2 separate regions of the Canis lupus genome follow, and region 2 is linked to region 1. The links are chromatin contacts, called in public Hi-C maps. All regions are on one chromosome and are shown on one strand. Each heading gives the region's core, a stretch centred on a gene start, on an enhancer-like site or on the middle of the called end of the contact. The rest is flanking DNA. Distances are from core to core; before and after follow the strand shown. Region 1 overlaps CMSS1 (protein CMSS1). Region 2 holds the start of TBC1D23 (TBC1 domain family member 23).

Region 1 (4,996 bases), core at 20-2,519:
CGAGGAGAAATCAACATATCTGTTCAGTGTGAAATGAACAGCTCTTGGGATACAGATTAGTTTCTTTTTAACATGTCAGGGATAGAACCTAGTGTTTTATGTGGCAGTGAATGTTTCTTTAGCCACACTTGTTTCTTATCTGCTCCTAGGTTAGGTGTTTTCTATGTTGGGGCCAGATAGTAAATGTTCTCCTTGAAGAAGGTTAATTATGAGAATAGATTGAACTTCGTCTAGAAGGACCACTTACAGTATTCTCTTAAAGATAATGGAAAAAACCACCCAGCTTTTAGAAGTCATGATTCAGATGACCTGGCTACTAAAGTGGACATGTAGTCCTTATGCAAGGGACATATTTTATGTTCTTTATTTTAATGCTTTTATTTCCCGTTTAAACATTTCAAAAGAAACATTTATGACTGACTGTGGATGGCTAGGATAGCACCAGAGATGAGCAGAGTTGTCCCTTTCTTTGTGAACTTGCCAGCACAGAGTGAGTGCACTATTTTTCACTGTTCTGTGTACTGGAAAGAGTGAAGACATTTCTCCTTTCTGTGAATTCGTAGATTATCAGTCCAAGAAATAAAGTTCAGCTCTCTCCACCCTCACCCAGCAGGTGGCGCTGTGAAATAGAGGGATACAAGGGTGCAGTGAGCTGCCTCTCTGCTCCACAAACCCGGTTATAACCTTAGCAAGTACCCACATGATTTTGGCACTTAATATATATATCAGTTGAAATATTTGAAAGTCTCCTAAAGGTCCAGTGCCTCAAACAAATTTTCTTTCGTTTCCAGTCTCCTGCAAAGCTCCAGCTTCCTTTGCGATCAGGAGCATCAAGTGCTCACACTCTAGCATTAGTAAAATCACTGTGGTCCTTAGGAAAAGTGAAGTTCTTTTCCTGCACCTGGACGTGAGAATGGACTATTTTTTCCCATTTGTGGGGAGGTTACACTCTCGTTTTCCAGGTGTTGGCCTTATTACCCCTTCTACTTGGGAAAGAATCCATTAACTACTTGAATGAATTAACCAGTTTGAGGGACAGCCTTACTTGAGCCAGCTGTTTGCTGCCTGTGCAGCTACTCTAACTCTGGGTGAGCAAAAGATTAAGAGAAAGAGAAGAAATAGCCAGTTGTGTCCCCAGACCTTTCTTTTTGGAAAGACAGTTTCCTCGTCTCCTCTGATAGCAATGTTTCAGAGTTCTGACACAGCAGGCAAATCAACCAATGTTATAGTCTAAAAACTAGTGATTCCTTCAGGCTGCAGTCTCTTGGGGCACCAGACAGTTTATGCTCATAAGAACTTTCACTTCTTTTTCACAGACATTAATAGTTTCCTGGCACTGCCTTTCAGGAAATGTCGTCATGGTCTGGAGGAACCAATAAAAATACAAGTAACCTGTTTTGACAGATCTCTTTTCTGCCAGAATTTTCTGAATTGGAGTGGAGGGTGGGTGACAAACCAGTCCATTTGTGAAGGTGTAAGGAAAAATCATGGATTTGTTGTAAGAGAGGGAGATGATACCTGCCCTGGATGTGAGATATGCAGGGATCTGAAGCTATAAAGGAATACCAGCTCAGTTAGGCAAACTTAAAAAAAAAAAAGGTTTGATAGAGCAATGCAAGTGGGAAATTCATTGGGATTCATTGGGAAATTTTTCTTTTTTTTTCCTTCTCATTTCAAACATAGTTCTTAGTGCTTTTGACCCTCAAGTAGAAAACTCATGCATTAAAAATTAACATTTGACTATGGATGTACACATAGCATTGCCACAATGTATGCAGGAAAGAGGCCATGGCTCTGAGTTTTTGGTGTTTTCTTTTTTTTTTTTTTTAAGATTTTATTTTTTTAATCTCTACACCCAACGTGGAGCGCTAACCCTGAGATCAAGAGTCACACGCTCCACTGACTGAGCCAGCCAGGCACTCCAAGAGGCCATGGGTTTGAATAATTATTACCAAGTGGCTAACATTTGATGCTCTTTGCTTATCCCTGATATGGCCAGAGCACAGACCTGCATGCATCCCATTAATGTGGGAAAATTGAACATTGCTCTAGTACATTAATTGGAATTAGTTCTGGGGGGAGGGGGAGATGTCAGCTGTTTCTCTCTTGCAAGTTTTTGAGAGAAGTTAGTCACCATAATACTAAAAGAATGTAATAAAAGTAAAACTGACAAGATGATTCAGAAATGACTGCTCTCTTCCTTTTCTTTTTTTAAGATTTTATTTATTTATTTATTTATTTATTTATTTATTTGAGAGAGAGCAGGCACAAGCAGAGGGGAGGGGCAGAGGAAAGAGAGAGAAGCAGACTCCCCGCTGAGCAGGGAGCCCCATGAGGGCCTGGATCCTAGGAACCTGGGGTCATGACCTCAGCCAAAGGCAGATGCTTAACCAACTGAGCCACCCAGGCGCCCCTGATTGCTCTCTTCTAACCGGTGAATTAAAAATATTTTTTCACACTAGTGCTGATTTTGAATACTTCATTTTTTTCTTAGGCTTAGAGTTTTAAATAGTATTTCTTTACTTTCCTAATCGGTTTAAGCTTCAACCTAAGTGCATTGCAAGGTACATAATTTATAGAGTAACCTTGTGCCAATTTAGGAGAATCTAAAGTAGTAAGGTGTAAGCACCTTATAGTAGGGTACTGCCCCAAACCTATCAAAAGTTATCTGTGAGTAAAGATTACATATCAGCAATATTGTGGTTTCCTCTCTCTCTGATTATTTTTATTAAACTCTCCTGTGCAATGCCATTTTTTAAATTTTAACAAAAAAAAAAAAAAGCTTTCATTTGTCTTTAAAGAGAAGCTACTCTTTTTATTGGTTGGACTGGCACTTCCAAATTTCCTTTTTATGTCAAGTCTTTGTAATTGTCCCCCAGATATATCGCTATTGACTTATGTTGAGGAAGTGGGAAAAGAAAACGATTTTGTCTCACCCACTCCATCTTTTAATTAAAAGCTTACATTGGCCACACAGCTATTTGGATATGATGGAGAAACTTGTAGGTCAAAAAGAAAGTCAGAACAGGGATCACCATCTCCGGTTTCCTGGAGGGGACACTCAGTTCATGTCCAGTCCCTGCTAAGACTGTCAGCCTCTCCCATCTTGCTGTACTTGGCCCCAACCTGAAAAATGCAGTATAAGTAGATATTGTCCTATTCCTAAGCCCACCTTGTTTCAAAGCATCCACTAAAACTTATTTGGAAGAATGAATGGAGGAAGTTTAGAAAAGCCCAAGGGTTTGAGTCTTCCTTATTCCTGATTCCAGTCACAGCCAAGTTCCATCTTTGTTTTGTTTTGTTTTGTTTTTGTTTTTGTTTTATAATAAATTTATTTTTTGGGGATCCCTGGGTGGCGCAGCGGTTTGGCGCCTGCCTTTGGCCCAGGGCGCGATCCTGGAGACCCGGGATCGAATCCCACATCAGGCTCCTGGTGCATGGAGCCTGCTTCTCCCTCTGCCTGTGTCTCTGCCTCTCTCTCTCTCTCTGTGACTATCATAAATAAATAAATAAATAAATAAATAAATAAATAAATAAATAAATAAAACTTAAAAAAAAAAAAAGACTAAAAAAAAAATAAAAAAATAAATTTATTTTTTATTGGTGTTCAATTTACCAACATACAGAATAACACCCAGTGCTCATCCCATCAAGTGACCCCCTCAGTGCCCGTCACCCATTCACCCCCACCCCCCGCCCTCCTCCCCTTCCACCACCCCTAGTTCGTTTCCCAGAGTTAGGAGTCTTTATGTTCTGTCTCCCTTTCTGATATTTCCCACACATTTCTTCTCCCTTCCCTTATATTCCCTCTCACTATTATTTATATTCCATCTTTGATGTCTTAGGACTTGAGTTGGAGGCAAACCCTACCTAGACAGATCTTCCTATAGGCATTTTTATCACCTCCTTCAAAGTTGCCCTCTCCTGACCAAGACTCTACCTTCCCAAATGGTCTGTGTCTAGCTTTCCCTTCTGACTTCAGCTCTTGTCATCCCCTTTTTCCTACCCTAGTGTCTTAACCTTTTAGCTGCCCCTGGCTTTTGGTTTCCTCCTGAAGAGAGTTGCTCTGACAACTTTCAACCTGGAGAGGTAATTAAAATTCTCTAGGTTCACACTCAGTGGGTGCCCAGCTACATTATTTCTTAGGTGTGAACCAATGACCTGTCAATCAGGTGTCTTCAAGGGGGCTTTACCATATCAGCTAATTAATTGCATTTTTATAATTTGATGTCTTGATCCACAGACTGAAACTGAAATACAGAGAACTCTTAGCTGCAGAGGTTCATAAGACTATTTTTGCCTATTGTAAGCTAATTAGCACATGTCAGGATAAAACTCACCTTTAATGGCCTTAAGGACTGTCATTCTTCCAGATGAACAAGTTGGATTTACCACTCTCTTGAGTATTGATTGCATGGACCATATTTTAGAACTGAGCAATAGGCCTTAAGCTCTGAAGTGAAGATCCACTGATCTTCACTTCAAACCTGAGGTACCAAGATCCTTCAGCTCTTATATCTCTAACCCATGAATTATTCAGCCAGAAATGGAATGTGCCTAGAACTGATGAAGACAATTTTCTTTGTGGCCACCTGCCCCAGTTGGTTCCCTGCATTTCCAAACCCAGGATAACTGGAGCATGGCCCTGAGAGCTCCCCTAGACTCAGGGTTGGAACTCAAATAACGGAGTTTCCTCTGACTGGCTTCTAGGCTTCTCCTCTACCTGTGGTCCTGGTTTCTGATTTTCTTCTGTGACTCCAATTCTGTCAACTCCATGTTTTGAGCAATGCAGAGAAAAAGTTTGCAGACTCCTACCAAGCAAACTGAAGCAAGATTTTGAATCACTAATGTGCACATTTAAATACAAGTGAGGTAATTTTTATTTGCAGATTCCTGGAAACTTGGTGGGAGGGAAATGAGGCCATTGTGGGAAGGGGTTGTAGACCTAGGGTGAAAAAAACAGGAATCTTGAGGTTTTCCTTTAGACTTTTAGTCC
Region 2 (4,924 bases), core at 2,396-4,895, 190 kb after region 1:
AGCTTTGCCTTTACTTCTATAAGGGGAAGAATGCTTGAAATGTCAAGTGACATATTTTTCATGAAATAATATTTTTACCACACAGAGTGTAAAGCAATCACTAATTATGCTAAACATGAATTATACTTGAGGATTAGACACACCTTTTTTGTAAAAGATTTATTTATTTATTTATTTATTTATTTATTTATTTATTTATTTATTTATTTATTTATTTATGAGAGAGAGAGAGGGAGAGAGGCAGAGACACAGGAGGAGGGAGAAGCAGGCTCCATGCTGGGAACCCGACGTGGGACTAGATGCCAGGACTCCAGGATCGCGCCCTGGGCCAAAGGCAGGCACTAAACCACTGAGCCACCCAGGGATCTTCTAGAAACACCTTTTTAAAATGAGATTTTATTTATTTGACAGAGACAGAGAGAGAGAGAGCACAGGCAGGGGGAGTGGCAGAGGGAGAGGGAGATTTCCTGCTGAGCAGGGAGCCCAATGTGGGGCTCAAACCCAGGATCCTGGGATCATGACCTGAGCCAAAGGCAGACGCTTGACTCACTGAGCCACCCATGAGCCCCAAGGATTGGAAACACGTCAGCGAGTGAACAGTTGCTTGTCAAATAACTGATAGAATTTTTTTAATAAGTTGAAACATTTAAAAAATATTTTACTTACTTATTTGACAGAGCACACAAGCAGGGGGAGTGGCAGAGGAAGAGGGAAAAGCAGGCTCCCTACTGAGCAGGGACCCTGCCTGGGGCCTCCATCCCAGGACCCTGGCATCATTACCTGTGCCAAAGGCAGACACTTAACCAACTGAGTCACTGAGGCACCTCAATATAATAATAGTGTTTAAAACCATTTTAGAAAAGCTTCTGAAAACCCACCAGCAATTGAAGTGATGCAGTGGAGGTCTTGAAATTAGGATGGTAAATTGACCTAGAGTCATGCCTTTTACTCTTTTTTGATGGTTGTCACCAAAACCCTCATCTCCATGTTAAAAGAAATTTTCCCCACAGAAGGACTGAACATCCTGGTAAGGTCCTGGGCTTGGAAGTGGGTATAATAACATGCGGCTCTGCATCATCCCCCTGTTGGGAAGAGAGTAAACATGGTTTTGGTTGCTAATGAAATGGCTGGACTATGCTTTCTGCTTATTTTAGTCAAATAGTTTTAAAATCATGGGGGAAAAATCTGTATACCAAAGACTCTAAAAGAATATGGAACACCTACTGTACTACACTTCCCAGCTCTTAAACAAAATGTGGAGGCCGAGAAAATTAGGGCCATTCAAGTTTAACATCGGCACAAGTCCAGCCATTGGAGCTTGAGCTGCCATCTCCGGCCACTGTGACCAGGCCACTGTCACCAGGTACCCAGTCTGCCTTACCCCGCCCGGCCACAGAGAAAACCACAAAGCAGCCCTTATCGGAATAAGGAAGCAAGAGCTCGTGGGACCTCTTTACTGGAGATTCTCACACCCCCACCCTAGAAAAACCCCACCTTACCCCTAGACCAGCCCATAAACACCCAGCTGTACCCCTCCTCCCGGTTCAAGTCCCTGCCCCGCCCCGTGGGGTATACTCGGACCCAAGCTCCAGCTTGTTAATAAACCCTCATGTACTTGCATCCGTGTCGGCTCCTTGGTGGTTTTCTCAGATTCGCAGTCTTGGGCACAACACAGAATATTAAAAATACAATTGAAACCATTTCTTCTCCTTCCCTAAATGTAATTCTGAGAGCTGCAGGACTTTCCGCGGATAACGACTCATGCAAACTTCTGCACGAAGACATGTGACCAAACTCGCACGTTTTCTAGCAACCTAAGAGCACGTCCCCAGGAGGGCTCTAGCCCCCTTGGAGATGCAGCCCCCCACTAAGACGCCCCATTGAGAGAGTTCAAGCGCCAGGGGAATTTCCTCTTTGTTGCAGCCAATCCTGACCCCAGGCTCCTGGCTTCCCTTTCTTGGGCATCTGTTAGAAAGGGCTGACCACTGGGAGTATGTTCCTCTCACAGCCCAGAGTGTCCTTCTCCGGGACCTGAGAATCATCCCTTTGAAATGTAATCATCGGGAAGGACAGGGCCGCCCCCCAGCTCTGGGGGAGAGCAGGTTCTGACCCCACAGGTTGCCAGCGAGCAGGTGCAGCTGCCTCATCGCAGCCGGCTGGCCGAGCCTCCGTGACTTGTCACTTCTCTGCTCTACTGAGCCCCAGCGCAGCGGTTTGGCGCCTGCCTTTGGCCCAGGGCGCGATCCTGGAGACCCGGGATCGGATCCCACGTCGGGCTCCCGGTGCATGGAGCCTGCTTCTCCCTCTGCCTGTGTCTCTGCCTCCCTCTCTCTCTCTCTCTCTCTCTCTGTGACTATCATAAATAATAAATAAAAGAAAGAAATTCTACTGAGCCCCAGTCTCCCCCTCCCCCATGTAAGCACCTCTGCACCGGTTGGAATGGAGCTCGGCTCTTTCCCGTGCGGTCAGTCGTTTTTGTTTTTTAAGTTTTTTTTTCTTTTTGGAGTTCGATTTGCCAGCATACAACCCAAGACCAGTGCTCATCCCAAGTGCCCCCCTCGGTGCCCGTCTCCCAGGGGTAGCGGAAGGGGAAGTGGGCGGGGGTTGGGGGCACTGGGTGTCAGTTCGTTTTTGAATAAACTCGTTCTCACCGCCTTCGCTACTGTGTGGCTGCGTGAGAACTGCCGTTCATTCCAGTTCTCCCGTCCTTCCCCTTCCTTTTTATTTTATTTTATTTTTTCCCTTTCATTTGTAAAAGCACACCTGCATCTGCCCGTACGGTATACGGTGCTGCGTCTCCGAACGCCGCGCCTCCTCCGACCCTCCGCAATCTGCTTTGCGCGTTTAACGTCCCGTTCGGGGGACGCAGCCCCGCAGCTGGCGTCCCCGGGGCCAGTCACGGAGCCGAGAGCCGCGGCCTCGACGGCGCCGGGCGCGCGGACGGAGCCTGGAGCTGCAGGCACGGCTGCGCGGGCGGACGGACGGACGGACGGACGGTGAGGACGGCGGGGGGAGGAAGCGGAGCGGCAGCTCGGTCTGCAACCCCGGGAGCTCTAGAAACCCGAATGTGGATTTGACCTCCCAGCTTATGCGGAAGCTATATATAAAGGCGGGAGTCTAGAGCCCGTTTCCTTTATTTTCAGCGCGTTTTTCCCCAACAGCTTTCAAGTTTTGAGGCCGAAAGCATGCGGCCCGCCTGGTGCTCCGTGGACCGCGCCGCGCAAACCTTCCCTCGCTTCCAACTCTCCCGGGACCCCGCGGTCGCCGCGGGAAAGGGCTGCGGTGCGGCTACCCCGCGACGCTCCCCCGCCCCGCCCTCCACGAGCTGCGGCTCCCAATTCCGGTCTTGCTTAGTAGGACGCCCAAGGCGGCGGACAAGCCCCAAGGACGCGAAGACGCGACGCCCGCCGCGGCCGGGACCGGGTCGCGCTCCCCCGCGGAGTCCGGCTCCCCCGCCGAGCCCCGCCTACTCCCCGCCCCGCCCCGCCCACTCCCCGCCCAGCCCCGCCCACTCCCACGCCCTCCTTCCGCCCGGCTCCCCAGGGCATCCTGGGACTCGTAGTCTTTGACAGGGCAGCGGCTCGGACCAGGTCTCCTCCCCCGCTCCCCGCCCCGCCGCCTTTCGCCGTGGGGACGTCGTGACGTTGCGTTCCGCCCGTCCCTTGCCGCCTCCTCCCTTTCTCCTTTCCTCTCCCGGAGCTCGTTCCCAGACTTCCGAGGATCTTTTACGACATTGAGTCTCAGGAGTCGGTCCCGGCGCCGGGTCCACTTTTCGGCAAAGTGACGTGGACGTCAACAGCAATGGCGGAAGGAGAAGAGGTCCAGCCCCGGCCAACGTCGAGCGGTGAGGGCTGGTGAGTGAAAGCCCGGGGCTGACTCCGGCTGCCCCTCGGTTCTTCCTTCCCCCGCTCCCGCCGGTCCCGCAGGCACCGGCGGGCGCCGGCGTGGAGCGCGGGGACCCGCCTGGACCGCGTCCACTGGCCTGCCCCGCCCCCTCTCCGGGCCGGGCCCTCTCGGTACGGGCCTGAGGCGGGCCTCCGCGGGAGAGCGGGTCGCCCAGCGCCTGGGCCTCACCGCGGGGCTCCCGTGAGGGTCCCGGGGCCCCGGACGCGCTGGAGAGGCTGGCTTCAGGGCAGGGCTCAGCCGAGACCCGTGGTCCCGGGAGTTCCAGTAGGTTGGCTCGGGAGGAAGTTTCGGGGACGCACGTCCGAGGCGCGGGGCTCGCATCTGAGGACCCGGCCCTTGGCGTGACCCCGCGACCCTTGCCTGCGGGGGAGCGACGCGCCGGGGAGGATCCTGCCCACAGACTTGAGATGGTTCTTATTCTAGTTTTTATTTGTTTTGCGTTTCAACGGTTCTGACGATTCGGGCCCCACAAGTCGTTTTTCTTCCTGCCGCTTTCCCCAGAGCCCGACCGGGGCGGCCCCGGGGCTTCGCGGGAGCCGCGCTCGCCGCTGCCCAGCCTTTGCGCCTGCCCGGCCGCCTCGGGGCAACCGGGGGGCCCCTCCCGTCATGTTTTTGGTCGGCTTTATCCAGTGTCGCTAGTCTTCGGGAAAGGCCCCTTCCTACTTTTGAAATAGTTGATCTTTACAAGACGTTTTTAGGGACAGTATCATAAAAAAAAGATAGAGCCTCTAGAGGCTTTTTGGATTTTTATATTGAAGTACACTGACTGTATGTGTTAGATAGTTTCAGGTTTGCTTTTTCATCCTATGACATGTATACAGCTCGTGTATTAAGCTGTTGGCCTGAGAATCGTACGGGACATTTTAGACGTGGACTTTAATCCTTGAGAAAGAAACGGGATCATCGAAAGGTTCAGATAAGATAGTAACTGAGAAACCCAGCCCCGAATCCGCAGACGTCCAGTACCGCCTAGGTGCGTGCATGTGCACTCCAGGATTCGGCAGGAAGACGCACCGGT

Evidence for each region. A called contact is a pair of places that touch in the nucleus more often than the background predicts.
Region 2: a contact with region 1 is called in a Hi-C map of skin fibroblasts, with 2.6 times the contacts expected there. The contact joins the promoter of TBC1D23 here to the enhancer-like site in region 1. A contact is called at or near these places in 5 of 9 Hi-C or Micro-C datasets (amygdala, blood and skin fibroblasts).

Annotation. Positions count from the first base shown.
Region 1 is chr33:7,099,597-7,104,592 of UU_Cfam_GSD_1.0, forward strand. The region is part of intron 1 of CMSS1 (protein CMSS1); the gene reads left to right. The region is part of intron 1 of FILIP1L (filamin A-interacting protein 1-like); the gene reads right to left. Among named protein-coding and RNA genes, the nearest start is that of FILIP1L, 47 kb to the right of the region's middle. Within about 2 kb of position 1,270, at least 4 of the 20 cell types and tissues checked have an H3K27ac peak or open chromatin away from gene starts, as enhancers often do. A contact at or near this core is called in blood, where this site is marked.
Region 2 is chr33:7,284,057-7,288,980 of UU_Cfam_GSD_1.0, forward strand. TBC1D23 (TBC1 domain family member 23) reads left to right here and starts at 3,646. Exons shown (of 19, transcript XM_038582599.1): 1 at 3,646-3,854. The coding sequence starts at 3,802. It overlaps LOC106558146 (a long non-coding RNA gene), which reads right to left and starts at 3,415. Exons shown (of 3, transcript XR_005383202.1): 1 at 2,764-3,415; 2 at 879-1,082.